Regions from separate parts of the Pan troglodytes genome. Here region 2 is linked to region 1. Evidence: chromatin contacts called from public capture Hi-C data. All regions are on one chromosome and are shown on one strand. The core of a region is the stretch at or near the end of the contact, and the rest is flanking DNA. Distances in the headings are between cores, read along the strand shown. Region 1 holds the start of METTL5 (methyltransferase 5, N6-adenosine). Region 2 holds the start of GAD1 (glutamate decarboxylase 1).

Evidence for each region. Capture Hi-C pulls out chosen DNA fragments and counts their contacts.
Region 2: a contact with region 1 is called in a capture Hi-C map of stem cell-derived neural stem cells, with 3 times the contacts expected there. The contact joins the promoter of GAD1 here to the promoter of METTL5 in region 1. A contact is called at or near these places in 1 of 1 datasets of contacts at active chromatin or transcription factors (stem cell-derived excitatory neurons) and 1 of 1 other capture datasets (stem cell-derived neural stem cells).

The regions. Positions count from the first base shown.
Region 1 is chr13:71,864,872-71,872,065 of NHGRI_mPanTro3-v2.0_pri, reverse strand. METTL5 (methyltransferase 5, N6-adenosine) reads left to right here and starts at 3,300. Exons shown (of 8, transcript XM_003309325.6): 1 at 3,300-3,378; 2 at 3,606-3,757; 3 at 6,188-6,302; 4 at 6,975-7,156. The coding sequence starts at 3,649. It overlaps UBR3 (ubiquitin protein ligase E3 component n-recognin 3), which reads right to left and starts at 770. Exons shown (of 40, transcript XM_016950002.4): 1 at 160-770. The coding sequence starts at 704.
Region 2 is chr13:72,860,534-72,867,727 of NHGRI_mPanTro3-v2.0_pri, reverse strand. It overlaps GAD1 (glutamate decarboxylase 1), which reads right to left and starts at 2,780. Exons shown (of 16, transcript NM_001034113.1): 1 at 2,699-2,780. The coding sequence starts at 2,780.

The DNA of each region.
Region 1 (7,194 bases), core at 2,051-4,550:
CACCGCTGACAGCTCAGTCACCTCCATCCCCCCGTGGCTGCACCCTCCCCCGCACCCTCCCCTTGACAGCTCAGAGTGGGCTCCCAGTGCTCCGCTCCAGGCCCTCCCGCGACGTCCCCGGCCCAGGGTCGCCTCGCCCGCGGGGAGGGCTCCACTCACCCGCTCTCCCGCATCACGTTGCTGTCCCCGCAGTCGCAGGCGCCCCCGGCCTGGCTGCGGAACATGTTGAAGTCGTGTCCGGTGTGGTCGCCCTGGTGGAAGCACTCGGCGCACAGCGACATGCAGGGCGAGATGCCGCACGTCCGGCAGCGGTAGGCCACGAAGTTGGCTGTCCAGACCAGGCCGCAGAGCGCCGCGGGATCGTAGGCCCGCACCGCCGCGCAGAACTCGTCGTAGCCGCCGCCGCCCGCCAGAAGGCACTTACACCACTCCAGGGCCTCCTCCTCGGCCGCCCCCGGACCGCCCCCGCCTCCGGCCGCCGCCGCGTCCTCGCCGCCAGCAGCCGCGGCCAGCGGCCGCTCGGCGCTCAGCACCCGCTCCAGCAGCGCCTGCAGCTCCTCAGCACCTGCGCGGTTGTCCGGCCGGCTGAGGGCCGCCTTGAGGTGCGCGGCGGTGGCCGCCTTGTCTAGGGCCAGCCCCGGCGCGGGCAGCTCGGGCTGTGACGGCTGCTGGCCCCCGACGGCCGCCGCGGCCGCCGCCGCCATGATGAGAGCTCAGAATTTGGAGAGTCCAGGGCCAGCGGCTCCTCCAGGGAGAGTGAGGGAATAGACTGCTGCGATTGCTCGGCCCGCCCAACTCTCGCGATACCCGGAGCGTCCGCGCTCCTCCGCCCGCAGCCCCGCCCCTACACACGCCCCCTCGGGCTGCAGAGCCTTCCTCCCGCCCCTCTCTCCTGGGCGCCTCTGGACCAAGCTAGGCTCCTAACTTTCTAAGTTAAGAGCTACTGAAATAAAGGACTCACCTTATAGGAAATCTTTAATAAGGGCAATTATTTCTTTATTTGCATAGACTACAGGAATTATTCACATCATCTTTCAGATGTACTTTAGGCATCTGCATTTTGTCTGAGATGTACATTCCTACTGTTATCAAAGTCCAGCGGGCGATAGAATGAGACCCCAACTTAAGGAAAACAAAAACTGTAGGAAAAGCAATCCAAAGAAGAACAGAAGGCCAGGCGCGGTGGCTCACGCCTGTAATCCCAGCACTTTGGGAGGCCGAGGCAGGCGGATTACTTGAGGTGAGGAGTTTGAGATCAGCCTGGCTGACATGGTGAAACCCTGTCTCTACTAAAAATACAAAAATTAGCCGGGCATGGTGGCGCACGCCTGTAATCCCAGCTACTCGGGAGGCTGAGGCAGGAGAATCGCTTGAACCCAGGAGGCGGGGGTTGTAGTGAGCCGAGATCGCCCCACTGCACTCCAGCCTGGGTGACAAAGCGAGACTCCGTCTCTAAAAACAACAACAACAACAACAACAAAGAAGAACAGGGGTGTTTCCAATCCATAACCTTGTGTTTGAAATGAATGAAACATAATTAAAACAGGTTATTCCTGGTCTTCTACATTAGTTAAGTATGTCACGATCATCATATAACAGTGATAAGTTAAATTTGCTCAATAATTTTACGAATCACTAAATTATAAACTAAATAAAACTTTATGTATTAACTTTACATGCTAAAACTTTGTATGTTTTAACTCATTTGATTCTCATAACAGATAACTTTGAATTCTACTATTCCTAGAAGTAGCAGCCTCAGACACTTCTCTACTTCGTCATCGTCCATTCACTCTTTTTCTTCTTCCTTTAATAATGCAAAGAGGTGTCCATCCACAGGCTTAAACGCAATCCTGCAATCCTTTTACTTAACCACTGGATCCTGCCTTCTCAGGATCCCAACTCCATCCAATATCCTCTTGCATTTTTAACCCCTCTCTTTCTATTAGCTCAATTCTTGTCAGAATTTGTCTCCTCCTGTCTTAAAAATAATTGAAAAAATAATAAAGCTTCCCCCATTACTAAGCATCCAACCATTCTTTTCGTAGGCCACCTTTCTCTTTCTCTTTCTTTTCTTCTTTTTTTTTTTTTTTTTTTTTTTTTTTTTTTTTTTTTGAGACAGGGTCTCACTGTCGACCAGACTGGAGTGCAGTGGCGCAATTTCAGATCACTGGAAGCTTTGCCTCCCGGGCTCAAGCGATTTTCCCACCCCAGCCACCCGAGCAGCTGGGACCACAGGCTCGCGCCATCAGACCCAGCTAATTTTTGTATTTTTAGTAGAGACAGGGTCTCCTTATGTTGCCCAGGCTGGTCTCAAACTCCCGTCTCAAGCAATCCGCCCATCTCGGCCTCCCAAAATGTTGGGATTACAGGGGTGAGCCACCGCTTCCGGGGCCACGTTTAATTGTTCACATTTACTCTTTCTCCTTCCTAAATTTCCATTCGTTCCACAATCTGCTACAACTTGATTTCTGCTCCTACTTTATGAAGCCCGACCTCTTTCCAGTATTTGACACCACTACCTATTCTTTTATTTTCATTTCCACTGTCTTTTTTTTTTTTTTTTTTTTTTTTTTTTTTTTTTTGAGACGGAGTCTCGCTCTGTCTCCCAGGCTGGAGTGCAGTAGCTTGATCTTGGCTCACTACAAGCTCCGCCTTCCGGGTTCACGCCATTCTCCTGCCTCAGCCTCCCGAGTAACTGGGACTACAGGCGCCCGCCACCAAGCCGGGCTAATTTTTTTGTAATTTTACTAGGGACAGGGTTTCACCGTGTTAGCCAGGATGGTCTCAATCTCCTGACCTCGTGATCCGCCCACCTCGGCCTCCCAAAGTGCTGGGATTACAGGCGTGAGCCGCCGCGCCCTGCCTCTCCACTATCTCTTCTTTGGGTTTCTTTGACATCACCACTCCTGTGAGAATTGCAAGCGACACAAATGACCTAAAAATTGGGAAACAAAGTTACAATAAAATAAGGCATGAGAATGGAGAAGGAGGTAAAGGTGAATGGAGATCGCTACTTTTTGAGCCGAGACTTGGGAAACAAGAAGAGTCACTCTGGGCCATACAACAAAGTGACTGTGACTTTCTCTCCCGCATCCCTTTCACTCTGTCTTTCCCCATCCTTTGAGGGCCCGCAGGTACTCATGGCAAACTAGAGGGTAATGAGCACGCGACAGGCGGCGAGGACTGGCTGTGGGTCAGCGAGTAGCGCAGGCTTTGCAGGCGGAGGGGATGGGGCAATGAGGCCCCCAGGTGGCCAGCGGAACCCCGGCTCAAGATAAACGCTGCAGCTCGGCGCCGGGCCGCTGGGCGGCGAACGCGTGCGCGCGTGCGGCCTGGCGCTTCCGGCACCGGCCGAGGTGCGGGTCGCTTCCAGAGGTGCGTGGTCGTAGCGCGAGGGATCCTGGGGCTGCTCCAGCAATGCGCCGCCGCCGTCTCCTGGGGCGGCTTGGGTTACCCGGGAGGTGGGTCAGAGGCTCGTCCCGTGCCCTGCGTCCGGGCGTCTCCTTAGGGCGCGTCTTCGGGTCCGGCCAGCGGTGCTGAAAAAGGGAGAAGGTTGGGGGTAGGGAGGAAACAAGATCCCAGTTCAATAGATTTCTCCGCAGATCCTGTGCCTTCAAACCCTACGAGTCCATACTTTAAAACAAAATGAAGAAAGTAAGGCTTAAGGAACTAGAGAGTCGCCTGCAACAAGTGGATGGATTTGAAAAGCCCAAGCTACTTCTAGAACAGTATCCTACCAGGCCGCACATTGCAGGTAGGGCGGCTGGTTCACCACGCCCCGGCTTTCGGCGTTAGTCCAGTCTACTCTGTGATAAAAATAGAACAGTTATTTGGATACAGAGAATGTCTAGAGAAATTCTGCCCTAAGATCACCTGTCGCGTTAGAGAGGCCTTCCTTGACACTGCAGCTCAAGGCACACCCTCCACAGACATACACACTATCGTTTTACTGTCTAGTTTTCTGCATATCCCTTAACACTGCCAGACATCTTTTTAATGTGTTTTTTTCTCTTCTCACATTACAATCTCTCTGAGGACAAGGAATTTGTTAGTCTTGTTCATACTTGAATTCCCAGTGCCCAGAAGAGTCGCTGGTACTATTTAGGAGCTCAGTAAACATTTACTAAATAAGGATCAGTTTCCCATTGCTACTAATTGCCTACGCAAGGATTCTTGTGCTATATACTCTGCCCTAGAAATGAATACCAGAGTTGATAGTGGAATGATAGTTTAACAAAATCAGAGTATGTGCTGTGTAAAGATGAGCATGCATATTTTAACAGATTTTCTGAGCATTAGCATTGTTGCTTCATGCCAGACATTGATACTGGGAGTACAAGAGAGAATACAGGACAACATATATTTATGTTACCGAAGTCATTGGGAAGCCTTAGGGGAAAAAAAATTTATTATTATTATTTTTTGAGATAAGGGTCTCACTCTGTCACCCAGGCTGGAGTGCAGTGGCGTGATCACGGCAACTGCAGCCTTGACCTCCAGGACTCAAGTGATCCTCCTACCTAAGCCTCCCGAGTAGCTGGGACTACAGGCATGCACCGTCATGCCTGGCTAATATTTTTTATTTTTTGTAGAGACAGCGTCTTGCTATGTTGCCCAAGATGGTCTCAGACTCCTGGGCTGAAGCGATCTTCCCACTGGGGCCTCAAGAAGTGCTGAGATTACAGGCATGAGCCACTGAGGCTGGCGCCTTAGGAAAATTAATTTTCTGAGAGTACCTGCAAGGAGTTTTTTCCAGTTCCAAAATAGTTGTTTCTAAGTTGCCAATGAAAGTCAAGGAGAATACATGTGTATTTACACTTAACTCCAAGATACTGTCATGATTCCAACCAAAAATTCACACAAAACTACCGTGTCTAGGTTAAGACCAGTTTTCTCAAATAATGACTTACTAGTCTTCTGACTGTAGGTTTTTTTAGTGGAATCCAGTTTAAAAAATAATAACAATCTGGCCAAGTACAGTGACCCACCCCTATAATCCCAGCACTTTGGGAGGCCAAGGCAAGAGGATGACGAGCCCAGGAGTTCAAGATCAGCCTGGGCAATACAGTGAGACCCCAGCTCTTAAAAAAAAAAATTAGCCTAGTGTGGTAGTATGTGCCTATAGTCCCAGCTGCTGATACTAAGGCAGGAGAATTGCTTGAGCCCTGGAATTTCAGGCTGCAGTGAGCTCTGATCCGCCACTGCACCCCAGCCTGGGTGATAGAGATAGACCCTATCTCTGAAAAAAAACAACAAAAAACTTCTGGATCCGCAGGAATCAGTGGCCAACAGTCCTTGCTGGGTTCAGATATCTTCAGGGAAATATCGGTGGTGGTGGTATTCATGTTTGACCTTCAGTGTATCTAACACCCAGTAGTTCTATTATCAGGTCTCATTTGTAGATTATGAATATATATGTCTGTAGATCATGAGTATATGTGTCTAAAGGCTACATTGTGGAGCTTATGGTGCTTGTGTTCTGGTGACAAACTTGTTAAAACAAAGTTCTGTGGCTAGGCACAGTGGCTCATGTCTGTAATCCGAACACTTTGGAAGGCCGGGGTGGGAGGATCACTTGAGCCCTGGAGTTCGAGACGAGCGTGGGCAATATAGTGAGAACCTGTGTTTAAAAAAAAAAGAAAAAAAAAGATTCTATGTCTTTGTGATGCTAATGCTTGTTTGATAGTGGTTCCTAGTCTTATAGATTTCACAGATAAGTAAAATTTCAAAACAATTTTGGAAATTGATAGAGTTGCCAAATTTATGTTGACAAAAAAGGATTTTTTTAAAAACTATTTACTCTTACCATTCTTTCTTAAAAATATTTCAGCATCAAAGAAAGAACCGATATGAGTATATGGCAATGTTTTTAACAAGCTGAGGAAAAACTAAACGTTTTGACTTTTTTTTATTTTACCTCAGAGACTGGTCACAGTTTTGTCATTCTTGGCATTGCTAGCAGAGACTGGTTTTTGAGAAACACTGGTGGGTATTAGCTTCCTTTATGGTGCCTCTTACTACATACCAAATCATTACCCCTTATCTTTTACAAAAATAATCTGGAATGGCATTTGGGGAGGACTAAGTAATGCAACACAAGAAATTATTTTAGAAAGAGTCATTTGCACAAATTAGATTTTAGTCACCGGCTTGCTTACTTATTCTTTTTTTTTTTATTTTTTAGCATGTATGCTCTATACAATCCATAACACTTATGATGACATTGAAAATAAAGTCGTTGCAGATCTAGGATGTGGTTGTGGAGTACTTAGCATCGGAACTGCAATGTTAGGAGCAGGGTACGTAACGCAATATATGCTATTTGGGTATTGGGTGGCTTTAATAAGGAGCATCAATGGGATTAACTGAATTATATTTATGAGACTCCACAGAATGAGATATAGGAAGCAAAAATCTGATACTGAATACATTTTGAATGGGCAGAAGATCTAAACAAACTACAAAAATTAAATAAAAATGGTGAAAGCAGCAGTTCCTTTTATACAAACCTGAGTTTCCAACCCCTGCCGGGTTTGGAAATTACGCTGTTACACTTGACTGGGCACAGTGGCTCATGCCTGTAATCCCAACACTTTGGGAGGCCAAGGTGGACAGATTACTTGAGCCCAGGAGTTTGAGACCAGCCTGGGCAACATGGTGAAATCCCATGTCTACAAAAAATACAAAAATTAGCTGGATGTGGTGGTGTGTGCCTGTGGTCCCAGCTACTTGAGAGGCTGAGGTGGGAGGATTGCTTGAGCAGTGCAAGATGGCACCACTACACTCACCTGGGTGGCACAGCAAGATCCTGTCTGAAAAAAGAAAAAAAAAAAGAAGAAGAAAACACTCACTCTTACTTTGCTAATTGGGTTAAAAAGATATATGGTTTAAAAAAAAAACAGCTAATTTTGGTTTTGTTTTTACTTGGGAGCTATAAGTCGCCACTCTTTGTATGTGTTTTGTATTTATAGGTTGTGTGTTGGATTTGACATAGATGAAGACGCATTGGAAATATTTAATAGGAATGCAGAAGAGTTTGAGTTAACAAATATTGACATGGTTCAATGTGATGTGTGCTTATTATCTAACAGAATGTCCAAGTCATTCGATACAGTAATTATGAATCCTCCCTTTGGGACCAAAAATAATAAAGGTTTGTAACAAGAATCGGGTATATTGGTATATTTATAG
Region 2 (7,194 bases), core at 1,531-4,030, 1.0 Mb before region 1:
AAGCACCTTTCCTCTGAGTCACAACTGAGGGTGGAGGTGCTGCTGGATTTTCCTTCTTTTCCAGGCTGTTCTCAAACCCCTCAAGGTCTACCTGCTGCCTTTGGGGTTCAACTTCCAGCAAGAAGCGTGGAAAGCAGCCCCATCCCCACTAAGCCCCCAAGCGGAGTGGTGTGGTGAGCCCAGCACGAAATCCCCTTCCAATCTCTCAAAGCAAACCTCTCCAAGCACTCGCTTACCCTACCCTGACTGGTGCCTCCAGCTTCGCACAAGTGTTGGAGGCGATAAGGAGAGTGACATCCATTAAACCTGAGGCACAACAGAGCCCCAGCGGGGAGAAGAAACAGCCTGACGTCGGTAAGACATGTCACAGATGGAGTTCCAGTGACAGACAGGAAATCAGTGCAAAAGCGAAACCCTAATAATACCTGGCGGATAAAGAGCTATTTGGACCTGATAAAGTGCTTTCACTTTCAACATCATCTCATCTAATTCTCGTAACAGTCCTATGAAACTGGCAGGAGTGTTGATCTAAGAGTCATTTGACAAAGAAATAACATCGAGGCTCAGAGAGGTTACATGAGTTTTCCAAGGTCAATCAGCAGGGAAGTTGGAGTTCAGACACATTGCACTGCCTTTCAAAATTGGGGGTTGCAATGAAAGAAAGGGAAATGGAGATGGGGAGAGCAAGCGAGAGAGCCCCTTTGATGTAGCAAGGGTCGGGAAGACCTAGTGGTTGGGGACAAGGAGGGCTCCAAGCCCCACCCAAGGGTTTCTGGAACAAGAGAGTGCCTTAGGTTGCCTGCACTAACGCCACCTCCCAGGAGACTCTAAGGGGGCAAAGAAGTGGAGCTAGCTGGGCGGGCAAAGGTATTGTCTGCAAGGGAGGGTGAGAGTGGATAGAGCGCCCAGCGCGCCTTTGAAGCCGGGGGTGCGGATGCCGTAGCTAGGCTAAGGGCCCGCAACAGTGTGCCTGGGACACGTGCTGCTTGCTGTTTTACAGCAGGGTCCCGGGCTCTCTTGCCTTCGCTTTGGTAGCTTCCAGGCGAACCAGGCCACGTGCGGATTCAGGTCATCGCCTCTGTTGGGTCTCCTACCGGTGACTTGGCATTTGCGCCGGCGACTGGCGGCCACCGGGAAGTAAGGGCGCCGGGAGTGGAGGGTAAATTAACACAACTGCCTGCTAACCCCCCACCCCCACCCCCAGGCGGCAAAAGGGGGCGGGAAATGTGGAAAGTGTCAGAAAAGAAATCCATCAAGGCGAAAGCACCACACAAAGGCGCGCAGGCCTCGCGTTCCTCCCGCCCTGCCCTGGCCAGCTCCAACGCCGGTGCCCGGTTCATATGCTACCAGGGCTGGCGACTCTCCCGAGGCCCTCTTTGTTGTGTGGGTAATTGTATCCCTCCTGGGTGGCGGGAAGAGGGAGCTGCAAAGGAAATTGGAATGAGACCTGAGGACTTAACACGAGACCTCCTGCCCGGGAGCCAATGCCAGCGTCTAAAGGGGCTTTCCGGTAATAATCCCCACTTCATTGATGAGGATACTTATTTTCTCAAATATAAAGTGCCATAAAAGCGCATCAATAAGCACTCCCTGTAACCACACTATCCTTCTTAAGCCCTTTCTGTATACAAATTCTGGAAATTCATACAATTAATTACATCTCAGAAACAAAATAAATAAATGGGAGAGCGGGAACCCTTACAGTCTGAAGCTGATAAGTTTTTTTTAGGGGGGTGGGGTCAGGAGACACTTCTTCACTCCAACAAGGAAAAAGAAAAACAATTTTCTCATCTCAAGCCTTTACAGAGGTAGGAAATAAAATTAAAGGTAGATTCTGGAAATGGGTTTAGGAGCCTGTCGCACTTAAGACAGGGAAGCATAAATCCTCCCCCCTCTTTTATCTGGTGTCTCTTTTCCTTCTCTCTTTCCGGGACATGTCACCTCCTGACAGATCTCTTGCCTGGGATAAGGAGAGAGGTGCTCTCTCCTCTCTATGATAAATCTTCTTGCCCCCTCCCAGTTCCCCATCTCTTGCCGCTCAGGATGCCGCCCGCTCCCCTATTTATTTATTTATTTATGTCTCTGAGATGTAATTAATTGTATGAAATGTCAAGGCTCAGTCTCAGTTTTATGCACCTTTCCCGCCCCTGACTTCTCCCTAACTCGTCAATAGCTTGATGCAAATTTGGAGCAATTAGGGACCTTGAGTTTTCTAAAAGCTGCAATTAATGTCGAAATTTCCGCTGATTATAGACTTTGAACACAGCGCAGGGGGAAAGGAGGAGGTCAGATCTTGGCTCAACGAAAGCCGGGGACTGAAAAGTCTTATTCCTGCTGGGGCTCCTAGCTCTTCATTCCGCCCCCTGCGCTGACCCCTATCGTCCCACGGAGCAAAGAAACCACACACAACAGAATAAAAACAACACCCTGGCTGCGCGCCCCTCCTCCGCCGCGAAGCCCTCAACGATCGCCGCTGCTCGGACCTTGCGTGGTCCTCGCTCTCCGGTGCCCTGGGAGTCACCTAGCGTTCCTGACAGCCGAATGACCTCTGGCAGGGACGGGGTCAGAGCCCCATTTATTTCCCAGCCTCCATTATCTCCGCGCTCCCCCTTCCCTTTCCGCCAGCTCAGCCTCCCGACGTCCCAGCGCCCCCATCTTCCCTGCAGTTCATTTGATAGAAAATTGGGGCGGGACCTACTTGTGGGGCGCAGGTTAGTGGTATTGGGGTCCGCTCCCGCGTTCGAGGAGGTTGCGGACGAAGATGGGGTCGAAGACGCCATCAGCTCGGTCGTCCCGGGGCCTCTACTGTCCGGAGTCCTCGACTGGTCCGGCGCAGAAACAGGCTGCAAAGAGAAGCGAGAGCTGTGCGGGGAGGACTTCCGGGGTCCTGCACACCGGAGGGACTGAGCAGCCGGGGGCACGGAGGCTCCCCTTGAAGATCCGGCTCTGGAGAGACAAGAGGGAGGAAAGGCAGCGAGCCTGCCTGGTAGGGGTGCGCAGGGGTGGGGGCAGCGGAGGAGACGTGCGCGCTAGCTCCGGTACTGGGGCGCAGGGAGCGTAGCCCTGGGCCGCTCTCGAGTCTGGCGGTGCATCGGCGCGACCTGGAGTGAAGCGCCGAGACGAGGCGGGGTCGGGGTCGGGGTGGGGGGTCCAAGGCCAGTACAAGACGCAAGGGTGTGGGGGACTGGGCTAGGAGCACAGGGGAGCGCTCAGTGAGCGATTTTCCAGCCGAGCCGCTACAAGCCCCATTGGGCACTCAGCAGCCGGCGTGTGGGCCAGCGGGGGAGGGCGCACGGGGCGGGCATGTCTGGTTCGGTGTCTGGTTCCCGTTGTTGTGTCTGGCTAATTCCCTGGAAAGAAAGAGGCTAACTGCTCCGGGGACTAGGGACTTTGGTGAGACAAGGTGAGAGGGGGAAAAAGGCCCATATGTTTACGTTCTCCCTCGGACTTGGCCAGAGAAGAACCACAGTCACCTTGCACTCCAGACAGCCAGAAAGCAGCGAGTCGGAACCTTGCTTGCCTCCCTCTTATCCCAGCCGGTTTTTAGCCATCGCTAAACCTAGGGCGAGGTTTCGGTCCGGTTTCAGCGTTTCTCCTCTACCTAGCCCCCTGAGGACCCCAGATTTCTCGCGGTACAGATCCAGAGAGGGTGGGGTAAGTAAGCATGGGGAACGTCACCGGGGAAACGAACTTGCGCGCAGCGCGCAGGAGGCGGCGGACAAAGATCTTGCGCGGCGCCCCTGCTCGACTCTCGGCGCTGGCGCGATGGCGCCCGAAGGCCCCGGGACAGAGAGATTGCGGGCTAATCCGGGTAGATCGAGGACCCCACAGAGAAGGGCCCACCGGCCATCGCCTCCACACCCTCCCTCCGACCTCACTCCTAGCCCCGCGCGCGCACTCGCACAGCAACTCGGGCAGCGGGTCGACTACGGCCGCTGGGAAAGTAACAGGTTACCGTTCCTAGTAGCGCCTTCGGCGGCTGCTGCCCAGGCGCCCTTTGGAGGGACAGGCGCTCGCAGCATGGAAGCTCAAGGGAAAATCGCTCTTGCCCCACTTCAACTAGAGCCTCAGCCTCCGTGCTTCCCCGGGGCGTGAATCCGGAGGGCAGGGATAAGAAGAGTGACGAGGGCGGGGGGGTCCCTGCGCAGCGCACCCGTGGAGAGCAGGGACTAGGGCGGGCAGGAAGCACTCATTTCGGGAGGTTGGGTGGCCGGCGCTAGGATGGGGTTGGTTGAGAAGCCGCGGGAGGAGAGGACCTGGCTGAAAAGCCACGGTTGGGCGCTGGGAAGTCCAGGTGGTCGCTAGCTTACCCACCTCGGCTCGGCGACAGCGAGCCGGGCACTCCCGCCTTTCCTCTGCACAGCGCCCAGCGATCCGCTCGACTCGGCCCTGACAGGCGTAATCTGCCCGGCGTCACCTCCAGCTGCTTCCTCGTTCTCGCTAGTTCCCTCTCGCACGCGAGCGCCAGGAGAAGAGAGAGATTCGGAGAGGCGGCTGCACGGCTTCGGGGTAGGCGGGGGCAGAGTGGGGAGGCGGGGACCGGATCGGCGGGGAAATCACGAGGCCGTTGCTCGCGGGGGCAGCTAGTCGGCGGAGCGGCGGGGCTCCTCTGCAGGTGCCTGACCGCCTCTGGAGCTTTATAGGGCGATTATAAATCCAGCTCACGGTTTTGCGCCCGGAAGGAAAAAAAAAGGTCTTATGAGTAATCCAGAACGTACTCAACACGCTTTTTTTCTCCCCCTTTGGAAATAGGCAGGCTGTCGGGTGAGAGGAGGGAAAAGATAATTCCTACGAAGAATTCTGCCTTTCTGAGCGTTTCTTCTTCCCTCCCCTCCTTTCCCCTCTCCCATTTCCCCTCCCCCTCCCATATATTGTAGGAGACGAGCGGCGGCTTTGCCTCAGTCCTTTTCCCCGGGGTTCCCCCAGATCTGTGACCCTGCGACGCTTCCTTGAGCGAAAGCGCGCTTTGGGTCGTGTCCTCGTTGGCTCTCTACGGAGCTGGGATTGTTGTAACCGCAAAGGAGGCAGAAATGAGGGGAGACCTCTTAGACCATGGAGGAATTACAGTTTCCTCATCCAGCCCTGGGCCCCATCAAAGTACCACACCTGGCCACAGCTACCCAGTGCCACCGGCAGAGAAAAGGACCCCGCGTCCCTTTTGCTATGCGCTCGCTCCTCGCTTTGGCCCCCTTGGTGATGGGAAAAGAAGGCCTCCTGATTAATCACGTCTGAAGATTGATGACACGCACGAGCGCCGCTGCACGCGCATGGGGAACCCGAGCACAGAGGTGCCCCGGGAGGGGCGGACCAGCCCCCCTTGCCCTGGCCCGCTCCCCCTTCGATTTCACGCGCTTTAAGGATTCTCCCTTTGCAATATTTAGGCGTAGTTAAAAGAACCGCTGCGTTGGGAAAAGCCCCTCGCCGTAAAAATGCGTTGAAAGAGAAATTCCCACCAGAGGGCGCCAAGAGCCCAGAGACCGAGAGGCCCTGCGCTCCCGGGTCTCTCCTCCAGCGCCCGAGCGGAGCCCACACCTGGAGCTGCTGGCCAGACGGTTACGCGCCGGCTTGCCTCTTCATGCCTTCCCTCACCGCCCTGTCACTAGTTTAAGTTCTCCCCTTTCTTCTCCCCCAGTTTTTTTCTTTAGGGCAAAAATGTTGATGTCTGTGCGTGTCTGGGTGACACCGTGTAGGCAGTGATTCCTTTACTGGTATTTACCGTGGTCCTCCCCCTCTCCCCAGGTGGTGCAGCACGCAGGGGTTATTTATGCGCACGTCTGGGGCCTCACTGGTTCAGCCGAGGCCCGTCCGTTTTCTTTGAATGCCTTATCGCCTTTCACCACAACACAATGGAAACACACACAAAAATATTATAAATTACCGAGAGTTCCATAAGGGAGATCGAAGGGTCCGCCCTGGGCAGACATGGCCTGATCAGCAAGAGGGATCTCGCTGTGGGGTTTGAAATAATCGCGTTGCCTTTGGTACTAAAGAAACTACTGTTTTGTCGTCTTGTCTCCACCTGACGATAAAATCCCGGGCACTTTTTAAGGACACAAAAAACATCCTAAACGGCGGGGCGCGCGGTGACTGCAGCCCCGGGCACTGAGGCTTGGGGATGGACAGGCTGGGGGTGCCTGCTCCACGTAGGAAACGTCCCCCCAAACCACTCAACCGGCAGCTGCTCTGCGCCGCTTGAAGTGGGCGGCATATAACCAGGTGAAGCTCGGAATTCTATCCACCGGCCCTCCTAGAGCCTTTCCTAAACGAGACGGTCGCACCAATCAGGGAGCCAGCTGCCAGTGCTAAATCATTCAAGACGCACGGGGCAGGAGACAGGAAGGAGGAGGCAACACATCTCCCGGTGCCCCTCGTTCTTCATTGTCCAGCATAGACGCCCGCTCGCCTCAACCTTTTCCCAAAACCCGTGATTCCCTGGAAAGGAAGATCCGTTTACTTCACCTGTGGCACGAGATTGAGACATTTCCAACCACTTCCTCCTTTGACCCCAGAGTTCAGAACACCCCTAACGTTTTAGCCAATGAAATAATCTCTTTGGAGAAGGAATCTCCTGCAAGGCTAGGTAACGCAAGCTGAAGCTGAGTCCGTCCAGCTTCGAGGACACCCCTCTCTTTCTCCTTTATGGTGAGTAGGGGAGGAATGAAGCCTCTTGTCCGTCCTTGTTTAGAATGTTTAATTGAATATTAGCAATAATTGAAACGAATATTTATTAATCCCCTACTATGTGCCAAGCACTTATTTTTTGGAGCCTGCATTGTCCCTGCGGTTTATATTATCCTGCACGCCGGGAGTGGACATTCCAGTGAGGCAGGGAGAGGAGCGCACTTAGAAACTTCATAAATTTGATTTAATTTTCAATGATCTCCTCCTCCAACTCGGACTCTTGGGCGCAGCAGGAATGGTAAGGAATTGAAGGCCTGGAATTCCACCCCATCCAGATTACTGAGTTTTGAGGTAGGGCATAGATCTTTCAGCACGAAGGACAGCGCCCGCCCTTTTGGTCCCCACGCCTCTGTTTCGTTTGCTTCCGCCAATAGCTATGGGCCAACCCACCAGGCTCACCCCAGCCCTCCTCCCTCCTGGCAGTAACTGCTGTTTGTTTTGCCTAGTTGGGGGGTGAGGTATTTCGCCCACTGCTCTTCTCTCCGGTAGGAATTTGAACTAAGAGTGGCCTTG